Regions from separate parts of the Lactuca sativa genome. Here region 1 is linked to region 2. Evidence: chromatin contacts called from public Hi-C data. All regions are on one chromosome and are shown on one strand. The core of a region is the stretch at or near the end of the contact, and the rest is flanking DNA. Distances in the headings are between cores, read along the strand shown. Region 1 holds the start of LOC111881465 (UDP-galactose/UDP-glucose transporter 7). Region 2 holds the start of LOC111920535 (protein indeterminate-domain 12).

Region 1 (5,050 bases), core at 157-2,656, 290 kb before region 2:
TCCATCCCATTATTCTTCCAAAGTGTATAAGCAATGCAGTTGCCATTTGCTGAAACATTTCCAAAACAATCTTAAGACTTTGTAAATTGTAAACAACAAGTTATTATAATAGTTTAGTGGTTAAATCGATAAAATAGTACAAGTGTGTTTCTGTATTTTGCACATGATAAAATGAAAAATATTGCGAAAGGTAAATGTATTTTTTAGTTACCTGTAAGGTAAGGAGAGTCATGGAAAATGCATACTCCATGACAACTGCTTTGTTTATGAAAACCATGGCCATTGATGCAATTCCATATGATAATGCAGCAAATAAACTACATGGTGGATGAGCATATGTTATAAGAAGCCTCGATATTCCAAAGAAACAAACAGATAACACACAAACAAAAGTAAAAATCTTTATAGCTTATACAATTCATCTACATTAATAACACTCCTTGCTAAAAGTTGGCATCTTAAGTTCAAAGATCTTGTACTTCATCTGAAAATCTGACATAGAAAATCTCAACAAAATGATTTGATTAGTATATGCATTTACTTGAAACTGAGCTGTTTTTACTCCTGTTTAGCAAGCAATGGGGAAATGTCACCTATTTTCAATTAGACAGTTGTTTATAAACCCTATGCTACTTAGTGAATTGTTGCACATTTTGACATTTTATCTACAAATTTGGAAACGAGCACATTCATGTTAGGACTATTGGTCAGCTGTTGTTATTCGTACGTGTTAGGACCAGTTTCTCTCTCTAGATCTAGAGATTCGTTTAGTTATTAGAAGCTCAGTTCACAAATCAGTTAAAAAAGAAATCCACTTGTGCTACTAACATGAAGGCTCTTACCTGATCAACTATAAATTAAATCTACAAGCAACAATCACATACATTCCTAAACGCAACAGTAAATCCGCAGAAATAAACATGAACTGTACTACTACACCAAAAGATCTGATCTGAGAACATTATTTAATAGAACAGAAAAAACAGAAGATCCCAATACATCAAATAATAAGATAAACTTGCAATTGATCGAAAAAACTGGAAAGGAACCAACTGACCTGAGATACGGAGGCGTCGTATCTTTGTCCATGGTGCGGATTTACAGTTACGAAGAAATAATTGATACTATGAGGGAAAATTCACCAAATTTGAATGAAAGGGGGAAGGAAGGTAAAACGGTTTAATCATTTAAAGATGCAAAGGGTTTTATTCTATCCAGTAAAAGTAAATTGAATTTGTTGCCTGCATTGCAGTAGTTGTAGAAAATGGATTTCTCGCTTGTCATAGTCAAGTAATTGGGGTTTTCTCCATAATTGAAAACCCACTTTGGGGCTGGGGTTGACCAGCTGGCTGTGAAGAGGAGCGCGTTTGGGGATTTGGGATTGTCGTTGGATCTCCCAAAATATGTCAAAGACTTATTCGCTAAAATTGATTCTTAATCTAATCATAAACACCGTCATGTTTACGGGTGGATGATACTCAAATCTATAATTCTATTTGAAAAAGTTATTTCTTACCGATAGGCTAAAGGTCATTTGATTATTCGTTATAATTATTGTTAACAAATAAATGTTAATATGCGGGTAAAAGATAGAGAAATAGAATTATTAACGTAATTAACTTTTTGGTTTGTTAACATTTAACTATTTTTTTTTGTACACATCTAGGTAACGAACTTTTTGAAAATGTTCACATATGACCATTATGATCGGCTGTAGTAGGTTCCATCAAGTCATAATGGTCATATGTGAACACTTTAAAAAACGTTCGTTACCTAGATGTGTACAAATAAAAAATAGTTACCCAGATATGAACATAACAAAAGGTAAGAGTAAATTACGCGAATTGTCCTTGTGGTTTGGGTAATTTGTGTGTTTGGTATCTAGATGTATCATAGAAGCCCCACTAACTATTAGGTTTTGGTTTAAAATGTCCTTTATGTTTTTTTTAGTACTTCAAAGGCATAAACTTGATATGTATCTGTTAAAAAAGGCTTACGACCTACAATAGACGATTTTTAATGAATTATTGGCTTTGTTTATTAAAACTTGCTAACTAGGCACTCAAACTTGCTCTCTTCTGGAAAAATATTCTATCACCTCTCATATTGTGAAAAAAAAAAACGAAGGTCCAAAAGCTTGTTGATTGCATATTGGTTTCACCCAAACTCAACTTTCCAATCACAAAGCTGACGATGAGAAGCGTTCGCTCGTCTTCTTTGAAGACGGGTCAAGAGCATGCTCGTCTTCAAGGATCACCGTTGGAGACATCATCCTTTGTCGGCCTTCATAATTCATATGTTTCTCTTCAAATTCCAGTATTTTGCTTTATTCTCGAGGTAACTGGTTGAATACCAAATGTCTTTACTAATTTCTTTTCAATGATTCTCCTTTCGATCTCGAATTTGGATAATTTGGAAGATCCACAAACATATTGTGGACATATGAATTCATTAGCAGTTAAATGAGTTGGTTTTTTGGGTCGAATTGTAAGTATCTTATGAGTAGATCATATGTGGGCATATTTTTATGTGGAAGAAAAGGGGAGCGAGGCTTGTTAAGGTAATGGAAGGTGATAGCCTTACAGTGAATCAAGTTGAGCCACATCATGTTATCCCTGTTCTTGCTTCATCTGGAAGAAGAAAAAAATATAAAACTTAGGGTTCCTGTTTCTGATCAAATTTGTCCCATTTCTGATGATTAATAAGAGGTATGATCTTGAAAATATCGTTTCAAGATCTCTTTGTCAAGAACACGAACCATGGTAGATCTGAACCAAATCGGACCTGTGAGGTTTTTCTCACCAATGGTCACTTTTGGAACTCAATTACCAGATTCAAGAATGAAAATGACAAAATCAAAAATTTGCTTCACCATAAACGCAATTTTAGATCTTAAGTCATAGGTTTGTGTTTGTTTTGGACCAATAACACAATTTCTTCAATTCTTGAACACACTTACACAAATGATTTTTTGAGTTCTTGAAACCAAAAACTGTAACACTCCAATCCAGGTAATCAACCTTCTTTCCCTTTAAATGAAACTACTTTGCAAAAATGGTCCCTTTCGTACGTTGGGCGTACTTATGAGTACGCTTAGCATATTGAGGAAGAATGATCGTGGAGGTGAACCACATATGTGGGGCGTACGAGAAGGTACTCGCAGGCGTACGTGGAAGATGACCAAAACCCTAACTTCCGGACTTATGACCAATTTAAACAACCTTAAGTCATTTAAACCTTACCCTAGCCAGCCTTCATCACTCTCAAACGTCCCTAAAACCCTAAAATCCTTTGTGTGTGTTTCTTGAGCTTGTGAGTGCCTCAAATACCTCATTCTTAGTGTATTAGCAAAAGGGAAGAAGTGGAAGAAAGCTTGAACGATGGAAAGGCTTTTGGATCTTGCATATAGAGCAGCTTAGGAAGCTTGTCGAGGTAAAAAGCTTCCTCCTTGCTAATCCTTGTTGTTTATGTAGCTAGGGTTTTCTATTTAGTCCTCTTTTGAGTTCATAAATCATCTCTTGGGAGTTTGGGCAACTCCAGAGATTAGGAAGGGTAGATCTAAGGTCCTTTAGCTTGTTCATGTCATAAAAATGCAGACTTGTTGGTTGTTTTGACTCCATGCATGAGTTAAGACCCTTGGAAAGGTCTTAATGGGTTTGAAAGAGTTGTTGGGAGCATATTGGGCATGGAAAGGCATAAAGTTGCCAACTTTATGCCTTAGGACTCTTCAAACGACCTAAATCTGAGTTTGGAACGTAAGATCTTCATGCATTAAGAACTTAATGGAGGATGTGCTTATTCCGTTTTTATGTTGGGCATACCAATCGGTACACCGCGCGTACAGCCAAAGAGCCCAATACGCTTAGCATACTTCTGATGAACGTTGGGCGTATGCTTAGTTGTGAGAGTTAGGCTTCGATGGACTTTGTGGGCCATTTGGACTTCACTTAGTTTTGGGCCTGGACCGTTAGGATGATGTTGGGCCTTGGGAATTGCTTTGGGTCTTTGGTGTTTTGATTGGGCCTTATTGCATCATGTGGCCCATTATAGTTTGGACTTTGATCTTGGGCCCATTAATGTAGGATATACTTTTGGGCTTGATTGGTGGGCCAAAGATTATGATGTTGGGCCTTAAGTTGAATTTGTGTCATAAACCTAATTAGGTTATTTTGTATATTTATACAGTTAAAGAATTGGACTAGTAGTCGAGCAGCTATCGTGTTCAACAGACTGAGGTGATTCTTCTCACTATGCCAATGGGTCGAAGGCACCAAGGTCGGCCTATTACTTGTTATGTGGTTAGTTTTTGTGAATGCTTTGTTATTTGGTATGTAAAGTTTTATGTGAAGATCATGGAGGGAGCCCATAGCACTTGGTTATCAGACCATGGGGGGAGCCCATGACATTCCAAGTAAAGACCATGAGAGGAGCCCACGACACTTGTGTAACGCCCGTACATTCGGGCTAGTCAACTTAGAGATAATAGGGGTTGAAAACGACTTTTTGACAAAAGATTATTTAGAATAAATAATCTTAACCAAGCTGTAGAATATGTCTCAAGGGTTCCGTACATATAAAGAGCGCCGAAATCCGAGCTATAACGAAGAAGTTATGGCCCATCAAAGTTTTTCGGCAAAACCGGCACGACACCGGGAGACGTAAAATAATGAATTTACGATAGAAGACTTTTTGGCCTTAGTAATATAAACCAAAGTTGTAGTATACGTTAAACCGAGAACATCCATAAAAAGAACGCCCAAATCTGACTTCATATGAGGATGTTATGATTTTTCTAAGATTCGGCTTAGCAGTGCACGACCCGAAACTCAAATTTTACTTCAAGCGGTTTTTGGCTTATGCAACCTAAATGAGAATTGAAGATCTATAGGAACTCAACGGTAAAAAGACAGACGAAAACGGAGTCCGTATGAAGGAGTTAAAAATTCTTCACGGTCATTTAACAGTCTAATCTCTTCCTACTGTTAAATTTAAGATCGGTCGAGAATTAGCTAATGAAATCTAAACGAAAGTTGTAGATATTTTTTTTTAC
Region 2 (5,577 bases), core at 2,298-4,797:
ACAACAAAGTAATCTTTCACATTGATTGTCATTTGGGATATCATCTTCATTAGGAAAGCTTTATCCAAAGGGATAAGGAAGACCATAGTTGTCATAACTAGACATCTATGAGGGAGAAATTCAAGTTTAGTTGATTTAAGTCCTTAATATAACACCTAATATGAAATATTAAGGCTAGGATCCAACACAATCTTTTATAACTTGGAAGAGGGATGCCGTAATCCAAGCTACAAAATATTTGAAGGTAGGTAAATGACGATTTACCAATTTCCACCATGAAAAACGAAATTTAACATTAGGTTTTAAATGAATTGCAACTCCTAGATCTTTTGACATTCATTGAACTATTCAATGGCATGTTTAAATCTCTATTGTGCCCTTCATGTTTGTGACTGGGATGTCGAGGATCACAAACAAGGAGTGAATAACAATGCAAATTAACTTGGTACACCCAATGTTACAACCACCTAATCAATGTGCCAGTTAACCACATACGCTCCATTGATGTATGAGTAACATCAAGCTACCCTTTTCCAAGCACTGTCAGTCCCAGATTAGTGTGCCGGTTAACGACACCCGCTCCACTAACAACTTAACAGGGTGCAAAGTGCCATTTCATGGGTTAGCACCATATTCACATTTTTCTGAGTAACTAAGATTGGGAATTTATAAGTGTTTAGTTACTTAGTATTTCATGGGTTAGCATCATTGATGTCTTAGATCTATCATTTATGGGTTTTAGTTTACTTTGGTATGAGTTTTGGTTTACTTTGGTCCCAAGAATGAGATCTAGTGGTCTTGATTCCAATCTAAGCTTTGAGGTTGCCCCTCTTACTGTTTCCGAGGTTCAAGGTCTATAAAGTCAGCACCTTTAGAGTTTAAAACCATCCATGTTTGAGTTTGGGTCCTTTTCATGAAAGTAAAATGCTACACTTTGAGATTGGGTCTTCTTGGGGCATGTAAAGTCACCAAGTCAGTGACTTTATGGTTCTAGAAGTTCATTTAGAAGTAGATTTGTGGTTTTGACTAATGGGATCAAGCATTAAGAGCTTAATCAAAGTTTTGGCTCAATGGAGGAGTACGTTGGGCGTACAAGTCTATACGCGCTACGTACAAGCCAAACAGCCTGTACACTTAGCGTACATCTGAGTACGCCTTGCGTACTCAGTCAGGGGGGGGGGGAGTTTTGTTTATTGGGCTTCGGTGTGGGGTAATGTTGGGCTTATTTGTCTTGGGCCCTGTTGGGCCATTAGGTTTTGGTCTGATTGTGAGTTTGAGAAGGACCACGAAGGGCATTGGGCCCAATTTGGAAAATTGGGCCATGGTTTGGGCCACGAGTAGTTTTTGGTCTCTTAGGCTGGAGTGTTTAAGTTATTATTAGGCCATCGGAATATAAAGTGTTTTGGATTAAAATGAATGGTTGGGCCTGAAGGTAAGGCCCATGTAAGGGGTTTGGGCCCAATTTGGAAAATTGGGCCATTGGTTGATTAATTGGCATTTAGGCCTTTCATATTGTATGTTTGGGTCTTAGTGTTAGATAAGGCTATGTTAGGGGTAAAATGGTCTTTTTACCCCAGGTAGGGAGTTGTGAGTATGGATTGGAACCCAATTGTTAATTGGGTGTTGTTTTATTATTGATAGTTCAGGGATTTGCCAGCCTACAACAAAGGGTGTTTCTGTATGATTCAACAGTGCGAGGTGAGTCTTCTCACTATATCTATTGGTCGAAGGCACCAATGTCAGCTCATTACGTGTTATGTGGTATACTAGTTGTGTCTGTGATAATTGTATGGAAGACCTCGGGGGGAGCCCATGGTAATTAGATGTTAGACCATGGGGAAGCGCATGATATTCCAGGTAAAGACCATGAAGGGAGCCTATGGCATAATAGATAAAGACCATGGGGGGACCCATGACAACTATATGTATGTGCATGATAATTTGTGGTTGTTTGTGGTATGGTATTTGAGGAACTCACTAAGCTTTGTGCTTACGGTTTTCAGTTTATGTTTCAGGTACTGTTACCAATGGATTAGTGACTATGTCATGGAAAGTAAAAAAAGGTTGCCGGAAAGTAGTTCAACAAAGTCAAACAACTTAAAAAAACTCCGTCGGAAATCCATCCGTAAAGGTGTATGTCAATAATCGGTTGCTAAAAATGTATGTCGGAATCCGTCGGAAAGGCCGTCGGTGATGTGATCAAACAAGGTAGAGAAGTTCAAAGAGTGTCCTCAGTAATTACGTTGGAAATCCGTCGTCTACTTACCCACAAGATGTTATCCCACAGAGTGGATTCCGTGAAATAACCTTTACGGAGGGAAAACCAACACAAAAGGCCGTAGGAAATGACCGCGTTTTTGTAGTAGTACGCTATGTGAATATCCTATTCGAATAAAAAAAAAACTGTGAACTTATTGGTGAGGGATAGTTCCGGCCCTCGCAATTATTAAAGGTTTATTATATTGAAGTTGACTCTTGACTTGCAGCTTGTCGACAAATCTTAAACCCTTACTAATATGAGATTCTATTGCAATCGTAAGTGCCAAATTATCCTCCATTTTTTTTACTCTACAATGATCATGGTTCCCGTTTATGTATTAATACCCTCAAATTCACTCTGGAAAATAACATTTTCAAGAAACGAATATGGCCATTGCAATTTTTTTTTCATATATAAACCATGAATTTCTTGAATTGCTAGTTACCTTTTAGGCTGATCAGTTTCACTGAGGCGTGGACCAGTATTTGTTCTAGTGCCTGAAGACTGTTTACATAGATAAAAAAATCCGTAAAATGAAATTATCTCTTGTAGTTCGGCATTGCTTGACCTTGCATCTCGTACGTCGGCCTGTTGTTAAAAAAAGAAAGAAGATTGGAAAATCTGGTACGTCAGCCTGACATCATTGATGTCACTCATTTTATCTTTGGAAAGCATCACACAAGACCGGCCAGTTAATCATAGTTTAGGCTACATATATAAATGTGTCCTTATTATGTATTTGATTTCATGCTACACTCCATGCAGTGTTACCTCTTAATTACTTCCTCACTATTCAATTTTATGCACCATGAATTGCTAATACAATCCTAACGTGTTAACCATCACTTCTCACTTACCATCGAAAAAGCTCACTCCCCTAATTTAATTTAATATTACTCCCTTCAAAAAACATAATGTTCAATAAACCTAATTAGGGTTTTTTTTCTTCAACCTTTAGAAGGATAGAAAGGGTGACGGAAATGATGCAAATGGGTACTGGGTACTCATATATATACATATATTTATGTATACAGGGGAAAACAAAGTAGTAATTCCCACAAAAAAGATTAGTAGATACCCCTAAAAGCAAAATCAATAATGCTAAGTAGTAATATCTCTAAATTCAGAAGAAAACAAAGAATAGGACAAACTTTTGTAACGTCAGAAACATTGCCTCTCTGCCCTCCTCCTCATGTTGCCTTTTTGGTTTCAGTTTGATGGGTTGGAGCTAGCTAGAAAGAGGTCCATCTTAAACATATCTTCTCATCCACATCTCTCTCTCTCTCTCTCTCTCTCTCTCTCTCTCTCTCTCTCTCTCTCTCTCTCTCTCTCTCTCTCACACACACACACACACACACACACACTTGAACTTTTTCACTACTTGTACGAATTTGGTTGTCTTTAGTTAAGGTATCTTAATTTGTACTCAAGTGTGTGGATTCTTGTGTTGAATCATCTTGTGGAGTTTGTTATTCTCTGGAGAAGTTTTTCTAACTGTCAGGTTTGAGCTTTTCACTTCTAATTGTTATTTGCAGCTCTCTAACTTATTCTTTGGTTCATCTAGCTACCTTTTGTAATCTAACCTAAAAAGAACGTCAACGAACCTGGACTAATCATTTGTTTCTTGTTCTTTTTTCTCCTTTTAGGGTTTCTCGTTGTTCAGATCTGTATGGTAGTAAAAAAGTTGATCCGTCTTTCATCAGTTTATCTTTAATACATAACACGAAACAAAGAAAAAATAAAATTCCAGTTCTTTAATTATTGAGATAGAGAGAGAAAGAAAGATATGAAGGGCATCTTTTTGGATGACGATATCTCAAATTTAACATCTGCATCAACTGAAGCAAGCCTATCTTCATCAAGCAACAGGAATGAAATTGGTACTATGTACCCTCCACCACAGATGCAGCAGACCTATGCTTCTGTGCCAATCACTACCACCAACCAAACTCAATCAAACAAGAAAAAGAGGAATCTTCCTGGCAATCCAGGTATAATTATTAGATACGTATATATATACTTATTACAAACTTTTATTAATTTCTTACTATTTAAAAACTTTTTCATAATTTCAAATATGAAGCATGCAGTTTTCTTTGTATCAAGAACCTGATAATTAATCATTTTTTCATAGAATCAATTTGCAATGTGTTTACAAAATACTGATACTTTCTATTTTTGGAATGAAAAAAGATCCAGAAGCTGAGGTGGTAGCTTTGTCTCCAAAATCTCTTATGGCAACTAACAGATTCCTATGCGAGATTTGCAACAAAGGGTTTCAAAGAGACCAGAATCTTCAGCTACATAGAAGAGGACATAATCTGCCATGGAAACTAAAGCAAAAATCAAAACTGGAGGTGGTAAAGAAGAAGGTGTATGTGTGCCCAGAGCCAAGTTGTGTGCACCATGAACCATCGAGAGCACTTGGCGATCTTACAGGCATCAAGAAGCACTTCTCAAGAAAACACGGTGAGAAGAAATGGAAATGTGAGAAGTGTTCAAAGCGCTATGCTGTTCAGTCTGATTGGAAAGCTCATTCCAAGATCTGTGGCACACGGGAATATCGATGTGATTGTGGTACCCTTTTTTCAAGGTAATAGCAACTAGTAATCAATATATACTTTTTTTTTTTCTTGATAAAGGAAAAGATATAGAATCTAATAACAAAGAAACTCCAAGACCTTCACGAGGCCAACAGTAAATGACATAAAAAAGTACGTCGTAATTACTCTAATCATAGTTCAATTAATTAGTACAAGATTCTCAGTTTTTTTTTTTGTCGACAAACAAGGGTTTTCAGAAATGCATCCTTAAAATCTTTAAGGCTTTTCGTATATGTACGTCTCAAGTTCAAACTCAAAACGAATTTGATTAACAGTGGATATGTCCCACGATCATGACATGGCACGTCTTCTCATGTATATGCGTCACCTCACTGCTTATTTGTAAGCTTATTTTTGAGGTGAAAAGACCAAGCATGTGAGCTGTTGTCGGGCATACTTATTTTAAATAAGATGCTATATCATATCACATGAAATTAACCTATTCCGTTGCAATACAAAACCAATTTATACTAATCGGTATTACACTTTGAACACATATATTTATGTATTGCAACTTACATTCTCTTAGTATAAATGATCTACACAACAAATGTAGGGAAATAACAAAAAGTTATCACCAAACATGCAATTTTATTTTTTAATATATATACTAGCTAGATGTGGCAGTTATTAAAGAAATTAATTAACTGTTCCATTTCCTCATAATGACACGCACACACTAGAAACTAAAAATGAATTTCTAATCTTACTATC

What was found. A called contact is a pair of places that touch in the nucleus more often than the background predicts.
Region 1: a contact with region 2 is called in a Hi-C map of leaf, with 8 times the contacts expected there. The contact joins the promoter of LOC111881465 here to the promoter of LOC111920535 in region 2. A contact is called at or near these places in 2 of 4 Hi-C or Micro-C datasets (both in leaf).

What each region holds. Positions count from the first base shown.
Region 1 is chr5:124,389,766-124,394,815 of Lsat_Salinas_v11, reverse strand. It overlaps LOC111881465 (UDP-galactose/UDP-glucose transporter 7), which reads right to left and starts at 1,406. Exons shown (of 7, transcript XM_023877856.3): 1 at 1,058-1,406; 2 at 212-317; 3 at 1-49. The coding sequence starts at 1,089.
Region 2 is chr5:124,105,766-124,111,342 of Lsat_Salinas_v11, reverse strand. It overlaps LOC111920535 (protein indeterminate-domain 12), which reads left to right and starts at 3,547. Exons shown (of 4, transcript XM_023916120.3): 1 at 3,547-3,761; 2 at 3,907-4,251; 3 at 4,454-4,853. The coding sequence starts at 4,047.